Regions from separate parts of the Hordeum vulgare genome. Here region 2 is linked to region 1. A link is a contact called in public Hi-C data. All regions are on one chromosome and are shown on one strand. The core of a region is the stretch at or near the end of the contact, and the rest is flanking DNA. Distances in the headings are between cores, read along the strand shown.

Evidence for each region. A called contact is a pair of places that touch in the nucleus more often than the background predicts.
Region 2: a contact with region 1 is called in a Hi-C map of seedling, with 4 times the contacts expected there. The contact joins two enhancer-like sites. A contact is called at or near these places in 2 of 6 Hi-C or Micro-C datasets (leaf and seedling).

The regions. Positions count from the first base shown.
Region 1 is chr4H:403,149,474-403,155,258 of MorexV3_pseudomolecules_assembly, reverse strand. No RefSeq gene overlaps it. Among protein-coding and RNA genes, the nearest start is that of LOC123450565, 120 kb to the left of the region's middle. Within about 2 kb of position 2,983, at least 2 of the 3 cell types and tissues checked have open chromatin away from gene starts, as enhancers often do. A contact at or near this core is called in seedling, where this site is marked.
Region 2 is chr4H:403,211,837-403,218,425 of MorexV3_pseudomolecules_assembly, reverse strand. No RefSeq gene overlaps it. Among protein-coding and RNA genes, the nearest start is that of LOC123450565, 55 kb to the left of the region's middle. Within about 2 kb of position 4,340, at least 3 of the 3 cell types and tissues checked have open chromatin away from gene starts, as enhancers often do. A contact at or near this core is called in seedling, where this site is marked.

The DNA of each region.
Region 1 (5,785 bases), core at 1,734-4,233:
CCCCTCCTCCACACACGCTCGGATTAAAGAAAGACGCCCGTGGTCGTTGACGCGTGAGCCCGGGATAAATGGTCATCATCTCTTTACAAAACACGGACGGTAATTGATCAACCGCTACGTGGGGGCGGGACAGACATCGAAAGGGCACACGCCGCGTTCGCGTCGACGCATTTTAATCTTAAATTTAAGTTTAAAATGAATCGGCGCGAACGACTATCCAAAAGGACACGTGCGGACGAACCTGTTGAAGTTGCTCTTACGTACCAGTTCGTTGCGTGGAAGCATCCGGTGAGTACGTGCAAGCTGGCGAGGCGGGGTGAAGAACTGAAGATCGAAGACGGCGCCACGGAGGCAGCCGATGACCTGCCTGCTGGCTGAGCCGCCAGCTTATGGTCACATCGAAGCGGCTGGTCGATCGTCTCTCTGGGTATGTGCTCAGTGCTCGTGTCGTGTCCGGGAAAGCGACACGGTTCTGGTTAGTCCCACGCTTGGCCTGTTCGTCACAGATGACGCGGAACTTATTGGCGCCTCGGCACTGATAATATCTCGCGTGAACCGCACATGACAGCGTTGGCGTGTAGTAGTACAATAGCTAGTAGAAGACGTCGTATGGTACAGGTGCAACGAGGTACTGGCAAGCCATGGGAGTGGGACGTACGCACGTCGTAGCTTGTCAATTTGATGATCAGACGACGCGCTCACGCTGCATTGACTTGTTCCATTAACGGTGTCACCGCGAGCTGTTTATGTTGCTTTCCACTCTGGATGTATTTGGTTCCACAAATTTTCCCCGTTATCCGATTACGCCGCAAACTGATACTGTTAATCATGTTTGTTTGGCCCGCCCGTAAACAAGTACTACCACGTAAACAGATTACAATGCAAGTCTCCGTTGATTTCCGCCGACCCCTCACCGAAAACAGATACCATTCCCCATTGCAGCTTCGTCCTCGTCTAGCTACGGTTTCATCGAGATCGATCCATCCGCTCTCAGTGGCTCGGTCCCCTCCGCGATTCCGCCCCCAATGTTGTACATCGAGGCTCGCGGCGGCGCTGGTCTCACACCGTACCTCGATCAACTCTGCTTGATGTGCAGGCTCGCGGAGACGTCATGAGAGGAGCAGCGGGGCGGCGGCGCAGGCAGTCGCGCCATTAGAGGTCTCCAACTATGACTACGTGCTTCACCAGCAGGTCTCCAAGCTGCTCGAGCATGCGTTCTCGTAACCATCATCGGTGGAGGCAGCGCTCGATGGTGGGGATGCCGGGGCTAAGGAAAAGGATGGTTCCTGGGTCGACGGCGTCGAAGACGACAATATAGCTGATGGGAATGATTACGGTTACAGTTCGCAGGCAAACAAAGTTCCATTTTTCTCCATTTCATTTACAGTACCGGTGTGACCTCATTCCATTTACGTTCGCGTTACCTTTGATGAACCAAACACCTCCAGAATGGTTCCTCGCTGGGTTGCAGCCAATTTTGTGCACTCACTCTTGTCATGTATAGAGTCCTGAAAAAGTTCATCGACACATCTACAACCTTCGTCTCAAACCCTACTCAAATATTCGGAGGAATGGATCGGTCGCTGGCCGTTTAAAAAATGTCAATATATATAGGTGCTTTAGATCCAATTCGAACGTTCGGACTAATTAACACTCCTCATATTTACCTCATATATAAAGTGAATATGAGGTATGTGAGCACGTCTGTCATGTTGAATCTGACAGACCTACCCTATAATAAATTGCATCAAATTCCTTCAAACTTATCCGATTCATTTGCGCCGGACTACGTCATGCCTTCTATGTATTGAACACATTGTCCAACTAGCTTTTCATGATTTTTTCTATAAGCTTGATGAGAATGATTGAAAAAGTAAGTTCTCATACTTAAAAACTTTCTCACGGTTTATAGTTGCCATCGATGCTCGCCTTGGAAGGATATGAGCTCCTTCATAAAGTGAGCATTGATAGCCCCTATTAAGAAAGAGTAACTTAATGCTTTTGCACGCGTGGTTATTTAAGTCTGTCGTGGCCCTCCTCCTCCGACGAGGTGGGACTAAAAGCCCTCAACCAGGCCGGCCCAACACGCATGTTTTCATACTGGAAAAAATTTATGAACAATTTTATGGTGTTTACACAACCCCGCCGGCCCAACATCGACTAAAACATCCAAAATGATTACGTGTCTTTGCATGTATTGTTTTAAATATAGGGTTTACAGTTGTAAATGAAAAAAATTGAGGCCCGCCTCATCACTGTATGAAGGCGTGTCTGAACGCGTCCATAGATGTATAGAAACTCAGATTGGCCTATCATTGATGTAGATGCTCCCACTTGGCTTGCGCGTGTATGACGGGGCGAAGATAGAGGGCCCTGGACTTGCACAACATATTCAGCGCTTGTTGCGCCTAAGTCATTCTTATGCAGTAATTAAATGGGACGGTCCGAAACGTGTGTCTCACAGTATTGATTTTGGAAACTTTTAAGAAGGTTCCTTTGGTTTATGTGCAAGTTTATTTTTGGTTTTATTTTACCCGGTCTATGTTTCGTTAGCTCAGTTTACTTTTTATTTTTAATTTCTGATTTTCCTCAAACTTATTCTTAAAATTCATCATTTTTTGCCAAATTCATGACAGAAAATCAAATTCGTGGACTATTTTCAAACATCTGAACATTTTAAAATATGCCAACTTCTTTTCAATTTCACGAAGTTTTTCCTAATATACGGTCTTTTTTCAAATCTTATGAACATTTTCAGATTCGTGATATTTGTAAAAAATGTGGATTTGTTTCAATTTTTTGGTATTTTATAAATTTACGAAATTTTGAATAACCTTTGAAAAATATCAAAACTTTTAATTTTTTGTAGATTCTTCTTTTTAAATGTCAATGGTCAACCAAAATAACAGGCAAGAACAACCCTAGCGCTAGACCAGCCAGCCCATGCACGCGGCTTCAAGCACTGTAGGGGCAAACTAGGGCCCGAAACGCCGTGCAGGAATTCACGAGCTTGAGAGCTATATCTCGCTCAACTCCAGATGGAATCAAGTTTCGCCTAAAGAATTTTCTGCAAACTACTGTACTGAATATACGTGCATTCCTCGCTCGCCCACCATTGTTTCGTTGTTCACTTCGATCTCCTCTTTTTCGTTTTTTACGGTTTCTAGTTCTTCGCTGATTTTTTGGTATTTGAGTTTTTTCTTAGTTTTTCACCTGTTTTTTTTTATTTCTCGGTTTTACTTTTCTTTTTCCTTTTTCTTTTTCGTTCTTTCTTCAGTTCTTGTTTCTTTCTCTGTTTTCAATGGTTCTTTTTATTTGCTTTCTACTCCCTCCGTTACTAAATATAAGTCTTTCTAGAGATTACACTAGCACACTACATACGGATGTATATGGACATACTTTAGAGTATAGATTCACTTATTTTGTTCCGTATGAAAACTCCTAGTGAAATCTCTTAAAAGACTTGTATTTAAGAACGGGGGGAGTATTTTTTATTTTTCTTCCATGCTCGTTGTTTCTTTCTTGGCTTTCATTGGTTTTCTTAGTTTTTGTTTGTTTATTTCTTGATTTTCTTTCTTCTGTATTGGTTTTCATTGGTTTTCATTGGTTTCTTTCTGGTTTTTTATTTTTTTGATTAATTGGGTTTTTCTATCTCTTTTTGTATAGAACAGGGATATATTTTATCAGGTTTTTTCTTCTTATGTCGATTATCTTTGGTTTCAATTCTTTTCACCTGTTTTCTTTCGTTTCTTTCTCTATTTTCATTTGTTTTTTACGTTATTTATTTTTACCTTTCTTTTTCTTCTGTTTTCTTTATTTATTTTTCTAGGGTTTCACTGGGTTATTTATTTCTTTTATTTCTTAGGATTTCTGCAGTTCCTTTTATTTATACCTTGTTTTCTTATATTTATTTTTCTTAACTTTTTTCAAGGTTCATCGCTTTTGGTCTAACACTTGTTAGTTTTGCTTTGAATACACATTCAACATTTTTCGCCAACAACAAAAATATTTTTTATATACACATTTAATATTTTAAAATACATTATCTATATTTTTGAAAACTTATATATTTTGATGTCCATATAATCCCGTGCACATTGTACATTTTGCGTATATATCTAAATCATTTTTCTAATACATTTTTATCTTTTTTTAAATATATGTTTAACATTATTTAAATATATGGGCGGCATAGTTTCTATATACATTCAAAAAATGAAAGCATGATTAACGTCTTTCAAATAAAAGATTAACATTTTTAATAAATGGTCAATGTTTTTATGTACGCATGTAACCTTTTCAAATACTTGATTAATACTTTTTAAATACAATATGAATTGTTTGGTAATACATAGTCAACATTTATTTTATAAAAATTTAACACTTTCCGAATGTTTATTAACGTTGATTTCAATTACTTGTTTAACATATTTATAATACACGATTAACATTTTTTGTACACATTTAATATTCTCCAAATTCTCGGTTTACATTTTTCAAATACATGATTGATTCTTTTCACGTATATTGTATATTTATCGTATACATGAGAAACTTTTTATTTATATACATTTAACATTTTTCAAACACTTCGTTAACATTTATTTCAAATATTGTATGTACTATATTTTTTGTAATATATTTGTTTAGAATATTTGAAAGTGTAAACAATGGTAAAAAATGAAAACAAAAATGTGAAAAAATGAGTTTTGACCTCCCGGGGGGCTTGGGCTGGCCCATCTCGCGCTATCTTCATGCGGGGCTTCCCGGCCTCTTGCGTTAAACAAGACGTAAGGTCGCATGCTCTCGAGACTTTTTGTTGTTTTCCTTTTTTGAAAACAACTAGACTCTTAGTGTTGTTGTAGTTTTCTAGGCCATCTCGGCCCACTTTGTATAGTCTAGTATGTTGAACCCTTTGTTCATGGTGGATGAGGCTTCATGGGAAAATACAATTTGTCGCTTACTACGACAAATAATAGTGGCCCAATTGCACGCAAGTGTGACCAAGGGAGACAAGCCAGCCCAATTAGGCATTGTACAAGGTTTTTTTTACTTCTAGGAGCTCATGCGCTTTATGTGGAGCTGCGGATTCGTGGAGACATTCTGTTCTCGGGTGTACAATGGCAAGGTGTGTATTGGTAGTTGTGGATGATGAACAGACAGAACACCTAAGCGAAACAACAAAACCGAACGCGAAGCAATATGTGTTCTCACTGATCGATACACTACTCTTTTGTCACGCTATCAATGAAACCGTGGGCAATTTAGTGGCCAAGGAGAAAGGTGATCCATGAGGAGATCTACCACACACCTCCCGCGACGCATTTGTTTATAAATTGATTTATATATGATCTTGAGATACTCTTGCTGAGATGAACCATGACTCATGTTACACCAAGAAACGCAACTACATGACCGAAAGCCACCGTCAGAATATGCTATGATCCATTTGAACGCAAGTGCAGCGCGATCTCACTAGGGTAGCTCGGTAACAGCAGTGTGCGAGGAAGAAGAAGATCTATTCATGGGCAATTTGACCCGAGTTGTTCGTGGAATCTCTTATGCTACCACGTTTTAAGCAATTGCATGTCGATAGGTCATGGCGCTTGCTGAAGATTTGGTACTCCAAAATGTTGTTGTTGCATCGGACTCGAAGCAGTTATCACGGATATGGATGAAGACACTAGCAGTACCTATGAGAGTATTGTCACGGAGATCAACCAATGAGCGTCCAAGTTTAATTGCAAATTTACTTTTGAGCGAAGAGCGGCTGAAAGGACGTGGA
Region 2 (6,589 bases), core at 3,091-5,590, 62 kb before region 1:
GCTGGATGAAAATGATCGTCAACTCAGATTTGAGGCTGAACAAAGGCTTCGTACTCTTCTTAGAGAGGAGGAGATGAAGTGGGCGAATAGAGCAAAAGTTAAAGCAATCATACTTGGGGATAATAACACTAAGTTCTTTCATTTAGTAGCCAATGGAAAACACCGGAACAAGAGGATAGTGCAGCTTGAACAGGATGAGGGTACAATAGTAGGTCATGAGAACTTAAAATTGTACATCTCAAACTATTATAAACAGCTTTTTGGTGATCATCATGATAGTTTTGTGACTATGGATGAGCACCAGGTAGCAGATATTTCTCAAGTCGGTGAGGCTGATAATGAGTCTCTATCTGCTCCTTTCTCGGAGAAAGAGGTGCTTGACGCGATAGGAGGTTTGAAGAGTGGTAAGGCCCCTGGTCCTGATGGGTTTCCGGCGGAGTTTTACAAAAAATTGCTGGCATATCATCAAGGCGGATCTTATGGCAATGTTTGATGATTTGTACGCTGGTAACCTTCAACTCTTCCATCTGAATTTTGGTACTATTACATTGATACCAAAGAAGGAAGGGGCGACCCGTATTGAGCAGTTTCGCCCGATTTGTTTGCTTAATGTTAGTTTCAAAATATTCACAAAGGTTGGAACGGATAGACTAACAAAGATGGCGCATTCTGTGGTGCAATCTACGCAAACCGCATTTATGCCTGGGCGTAATATACTTGAAGGGGTAGTGGTTCTCCATGAGACTCTACACGAAATTCACTCAAAGAAACTTGATGGAGTGATCTTTAAAGTGGATTTCGAAAAGGCATATGATAAAGTGAAATGGTCCTTTTTGCAACAAACCTTGCGGATGAAGGGGTTCGATGAGGTTTGGAGAAAGCACATAGATTCCTTTACTACAAGAGGGAGTGTCGGGATCAAGGTCAATGATGATATTGGTCACTTCTTCCAGACACTTAAGGGGCTAAGACAAGGGGATCCAATGTCTCCTATTCTTTTCAATATTGTTGCGGATATGTTGGCTCTGTTGATTAAGAGAGCTAACGAGAAGGACCTTGTAGCTGGATTAGTACCTCATCTGGTGGATGGGGGTGTATCTATTCTACAATATGCTGATGATACGATACTCTTCATGGAGCATGATTTAGTCAAAGCTAAAAATCTTAAGCTCATCCTTTGCCTTTTTGAACAGTTATCTGGGTTGAAGATTAACTTCAATAAAAGTGAGTTGTTTTGTTTTGGTGAAGCCAAAAACCAACAACATAGTTACAATCATCTGTTTGGGTGTGTGGCTGGGGACTTACCTTTTACGTACTTAGGAATTCCCATTCACCATCATAAACTTACAAATGCTGAGTGGAAATGCATTGAGGAACGGTTTGAAAAGAAACTTAGCAGTTGGAAAGGCAAGCTTCTTTCTTACGGAGGTAGGTTAGTGCTGGTCAATTCAGTATTAACAAGTATGCCTATGTTCCTCCTATCGTTTTTTGAGATACCTGTGGGGGTACGAAAAAGATTGGATTTCTACCGATCTCGCTTCTTCTGGCAAAGTGATGAGGTTAAAACTAAGTATAGGCTGGCTAAATGGGATATTATTTGCCGCCCTAAAGATCAAGGAGGTTTAGGAATTGAAAATTTGGAGACCAAAAATAGATGTCTTCTCAGCAAGTGGTTGTTTCGATTATCGCTGGAATCCGAAGGAATGTGGGTACAAATTCTGACGAATAAGTACCTTCACTCCAAAACTTTATCTCAGGTTACGGCGAGACCATTAGACTCCCTGTTCTGGAAGGGTCTGATGCGGGTAAAAAACTCATTTTACCATAGATCAAGGTTTATCATTAGTAATGGGGAATTGACTAGATTCTGGGAAGAGTCCTGGCTAGGAGATGCGCCTTTGGCTCTTCAATACCCGCGGTTGTACCATATTGCCCAATGTCGACAAGTGTCACTTGCGGCAGTATTTCGTGAGATACCCCTTAATATTCAATTCCGCAGATCTCTAGATGGGTTTCCTCGTTGCATCTGGTTAGAAGGTTAATGGAGGTTAACCTCTCTGATAGGAGTGATCCAATCTCCTGGAGATTAACACCGAATGGGTTGTTCACGGTTAAATCCATGTATTCTGATCTTATTCATTCAGTACCTATTCCAAATTCCAAACATATTTGGAAGGTCAGAGTGCCTCTTAGAATTAAAGTTTTCTTGTGGTTTGTTCACAAGGGAGTTATTTTAACTAAGGATAATTTGGCCAAACGGAATTGGAAAGGTAGCCCAGATGTAGCTTATGCCCAAGAGTAGAGAGTATTCAGCACCTCTTTCTCGATTGTCCTATGGCTAAACTTGTTTGGCTCTCAATTCATATTGCTTTTAACATCCCTCCTCCTGTTAACTTGAACTCGTTATTTGGAACGTGGTTACAGGGAATTGATGTTCAATTGGCCAAATCTATTCGTGTCGGAGCATGTGCTCTTCTATGGGCTTTATGGAATAGCATAAATGATTTTGTTTTTAACAGACTTCGTGATATTCACTTTCTGCAGGTTATCTTCAGAACTACCGCACTGATCCGTACATGGTCGTTACTAACTCCTGTGGCAGCCAGGGAGCCTATGGTTACTGGGTGTGTCCGTTGGGAGATGGTAGCACAGGGTATCTTCAACCGGTTTGGATGGCGGCATCTTAATAGGATAGGTGTTTAGTCATCTATATCTTTTAGCCACTTCAGGCCTCGGCGCGATGATCGCCTTGTATCTTTTTTTTTTCTTTTTCTATACTTTGTACTTTGTGGAGACTATGTTTGCTTAATATATGGTTGTATGCATCCCTCGATGCAGAGGCCGGGGCGCGGCCTCCTTTTCTAAAAAAAAAACCTTCACACTTCGCTGCTGGAACCTCATTACCCCACTAAAGAACAGAGGAATATCATTACTTGATGAGGCACGAAATGCATGCTCAGAACTACGAGTAAACATCGATTTGGATACCGTCATCATGGCTTGTTGGGCTACATGGTCTGTCTGAAATGACAAGATCTTCATATATGCCCAGCCCACCACCAAGCGTGGATCCACTACCTTACGAAAAGCCTTATGACTGCACAGATGAGAGCTAATCCAGTCAAAGTAAGGAAGATCAAAGATTGGACAGATCCTTACATAATCTTGTAGTATGATGTTGTATTTTCCTAAAGAGGGCGTAGGCTAAAATTGTCTAAGACTCTTTTCATTTGTAATTGTTATTATTTATATATATATAATTATCATAGAAGGATTGTTCTACAGTCATAGGTAAAAAAAAAGACGGAGACTAGTAAATCGAAACAAATGTAGTACTTCCTCCGTTTCATAATATAAAAGTGTTTTTAACACTAATGTAGTACCAAAACGCACTTATATTACGGGATAGAGGGAGTATCATCTAAATATTTGATTTGTAAACTTGTTGTATGTTCTTAGGGTTTTCGCCTCGGATATAGAGAAAAACTTAGTCTTTGCTATCATAGGAAAACCACAACGACCAGGTCTCGGTATTTTTTTTTTGGGGACCAGATCCCAATATTATTGGAGTCATTCACGCACGTGTACCAGTGACCTGGATGGCATCGGAAATAATAGCAATGAGCGGGGAGGACGCTACAACCCATAAAGCGCTAAGCATATCCACAGGGCTGGATTCTACATGAGTTTAGCCACAGATAAGCAAAGAAGTATACAATCAAGCAAAATTAAGCTGATATTTATCCTAACACGACCGATGGAGACCCAACACCCCCGCGGTAGAGAAGGCCCACTAAACACACGTTTATGGCAAGCCGTGGCCTAATGGCTAATGGCGTGATTACCTTGGACATGACGACAGGATTTAGCAGCAATTCCATGAGCAAAATTAAGCCGCTAGGTACGTGGCTGGCTTCGTTTACGGGCGTGATTATCCTAAACCATATCGTAGTCAGAGTTAGGTCGATCGCGTCTATCCATTAATCCCGTCTGCGATGTCTGTGTCGATATACGTATCGCTAGCTGCTATTATAGGTAGCTAGTCCAGAATCCTCGATGACTTGTGGTAGATTGTGTTGTGTATGCTGCTGTATGCGCTCGCCACGGCCAGGCAGCGAAACGAGTGGTGAAGGCCGGGGTCTAAAAATAAAAAGGCGCAACAGCGACCTCGTGCGCGGATCGGCAGCGGATGTGCGCGGGCGTCGCCATCAGGGAATAGCGAGGGAATTCCATAACGAGTAACTTTGCGCTAGTCGTCGGGCAATTCGCCTCGTCGCTGTCGAGGCACGTGTCGACCGCCTGGCGATCTCGAGCAGGTGGTGGTCCGGGAGAGGCGCGCTGGCGAGAGGAAGATGAAATGACCAACGAACTGAGGACGAGATATGGACGTGCGGCGCCGTGCATGCACAGGTGGGGTAGATCGATCGTAGTCGTGCCAAGAGAAAGCTTCGCGAGCGATCTGGCTACGTGCCGCGCTGTACGGCCGTAAGGATCTGCCATGCGATTAAAACCGTCACAAATTTACCCACTCAGAACTACTCTTAAATTATGAAGTCACGTGAAGACCCAGCAAAAACACCCAACACAAAATCATCAATAAAAACCCAACGGCTCACTACGACTTTGGAAGAATCTAACGACAGAGACAAAAGACACATCCGAATCCATGTTTGCCGCCTAGACAACTGTATCATAGAAGCACTTGCACCTTTCAATTGTTGCCACCCTTCTTGTCATTGTAGTTGCTAGATTTCTTCTTACGGACATCGGATTAAGGGAGAGCGACACCCTTCTTGCATTTGTCTCTCGGTGCATTGTGCCTCAAGAGGCGTCCCGTTATTTTTATCTTTTTCGAATTTGACATCCAAGTTAGATAGGTATTCAACAAGTTTGATGGCGAACAAGTCTTCAAGGTTAGGCTCTAGTACTCCGGCCACAACGACATCATTACACATGTATCCATCTTCCTGATAGACTCAAGCGAGTGTGTGGCATCACCGCCAAGAGCAACACCCTCCTCATCCGCAACCACCTTTGCCAACATATTAGTCGCCGCAAACATCGTTGACCTCAGATACCACATACACGATGGATATAGGCACATCTAGTTGCTCAAATGATATAGGTGAATCATACCCCGCGCACGAGGTTGCCAGCAAGTGGACCTTCACACTAGTAGAAAAAAAGGCTTATAGGTGGCCTTAAACGAGTGATGGGCGACGTCAGGTACCCGTTGTAGGAGTTAGATCTGGCAGATATTGGGTAGGGAGACTTCTTTTTGGTGAACCACATTTACTCTTGAGCACTAAAGAACTTGACACCTAACTGTCTAGAGAGTTTGCAGCTCTAAAGTGTACTAGGTGAAGCATTAGATGGAGCATACTGGACTTAGATTTCAGTGATGCTAAACAACTATCTATTATTTTTGTCTCTTGGGTTTTCTCTCGATGAATTTTAAACTCAAATCACTGAGGGCAAATGATGCTCAGTTACTGGAAATCACAAGGAGTATCCAACAGACAATGTTGATGGAGTGGGCTATATATAGCCATGGTCTTTCAAGTGGGAAAATACCATTACCTGACCACTCAACCAATGACCAACTAACATGTATTCAAGGTTAGATTTTTAGCACAACGGTAACCTTACTTGTGGAGCAAGAAATGCTAGTTGCTCGGTCTGAAAAAAATCTCTCACAACAAGGAAGAACATTGTGTCTTGCTGGCAAGTATTTGTTCGGAGCACAAGGAGATTTCTCTCGCCTAACTTAGGGTTTTGACTTAACATTAGAGTGCCATAAGCTTCAGACACTCTGCCCCTCTTAATAGTACGGTGGTCCTATGAATCAAAAAAGATAAAAATACCAACGAAACAAATACTACGTCTTTGCTTTGTCATTAAACTTCTCAGATATAGTCAACTTCTTCAGACACGCATCGAACCAATTGCTTAACGCTGTCAACTTTGGGGGGGTGACATCTCACATGCATAATATTTGGTGATAATCTTGCCTGTCACACAAGAGATTATCTTTGGAGTTTGTTCCAAACTATGAATGACTTCAGGGACTTTAACACTCTATGTGCACTAGCAAACACATTAGTCCCACGGTATTTATGACAACAATCTCCAAAACATAAGGAAGAAAATTATTGCACCAACAATCTCCACATTTTTGGACGATTATTGACAAAACGGATAATCATCAAAGTAAGGATAGATAAGTGAGAGGTATCAATCAAAAGTGAAACAATTTTACTCTATTTTGAAGATAAAATGGGCTCCCCCTAAATGTATGCATAGATAGATGAATGAATTTTCGTGCATGTGTTAGAATAAAGTTGTCGTATCTTTGAGTATAATGAATCTTCAAAGATGAATGAATTCCAATAATAGTACAGTGTAAGCATCTGTATCTTCTGATAATACTTCCACCTACAAGACAGATTCTTGAAAGACATATAGTGCAACAAGGATGGGTTGTCAACATTACAAACCTGAGAAGTTTAACGAGATATGGACGTGCGGCGCCGTGCATGCACAGGTGGGGTAGATCGATCATAGTCGTGCCAAGAGTAAGCTTCGCGAG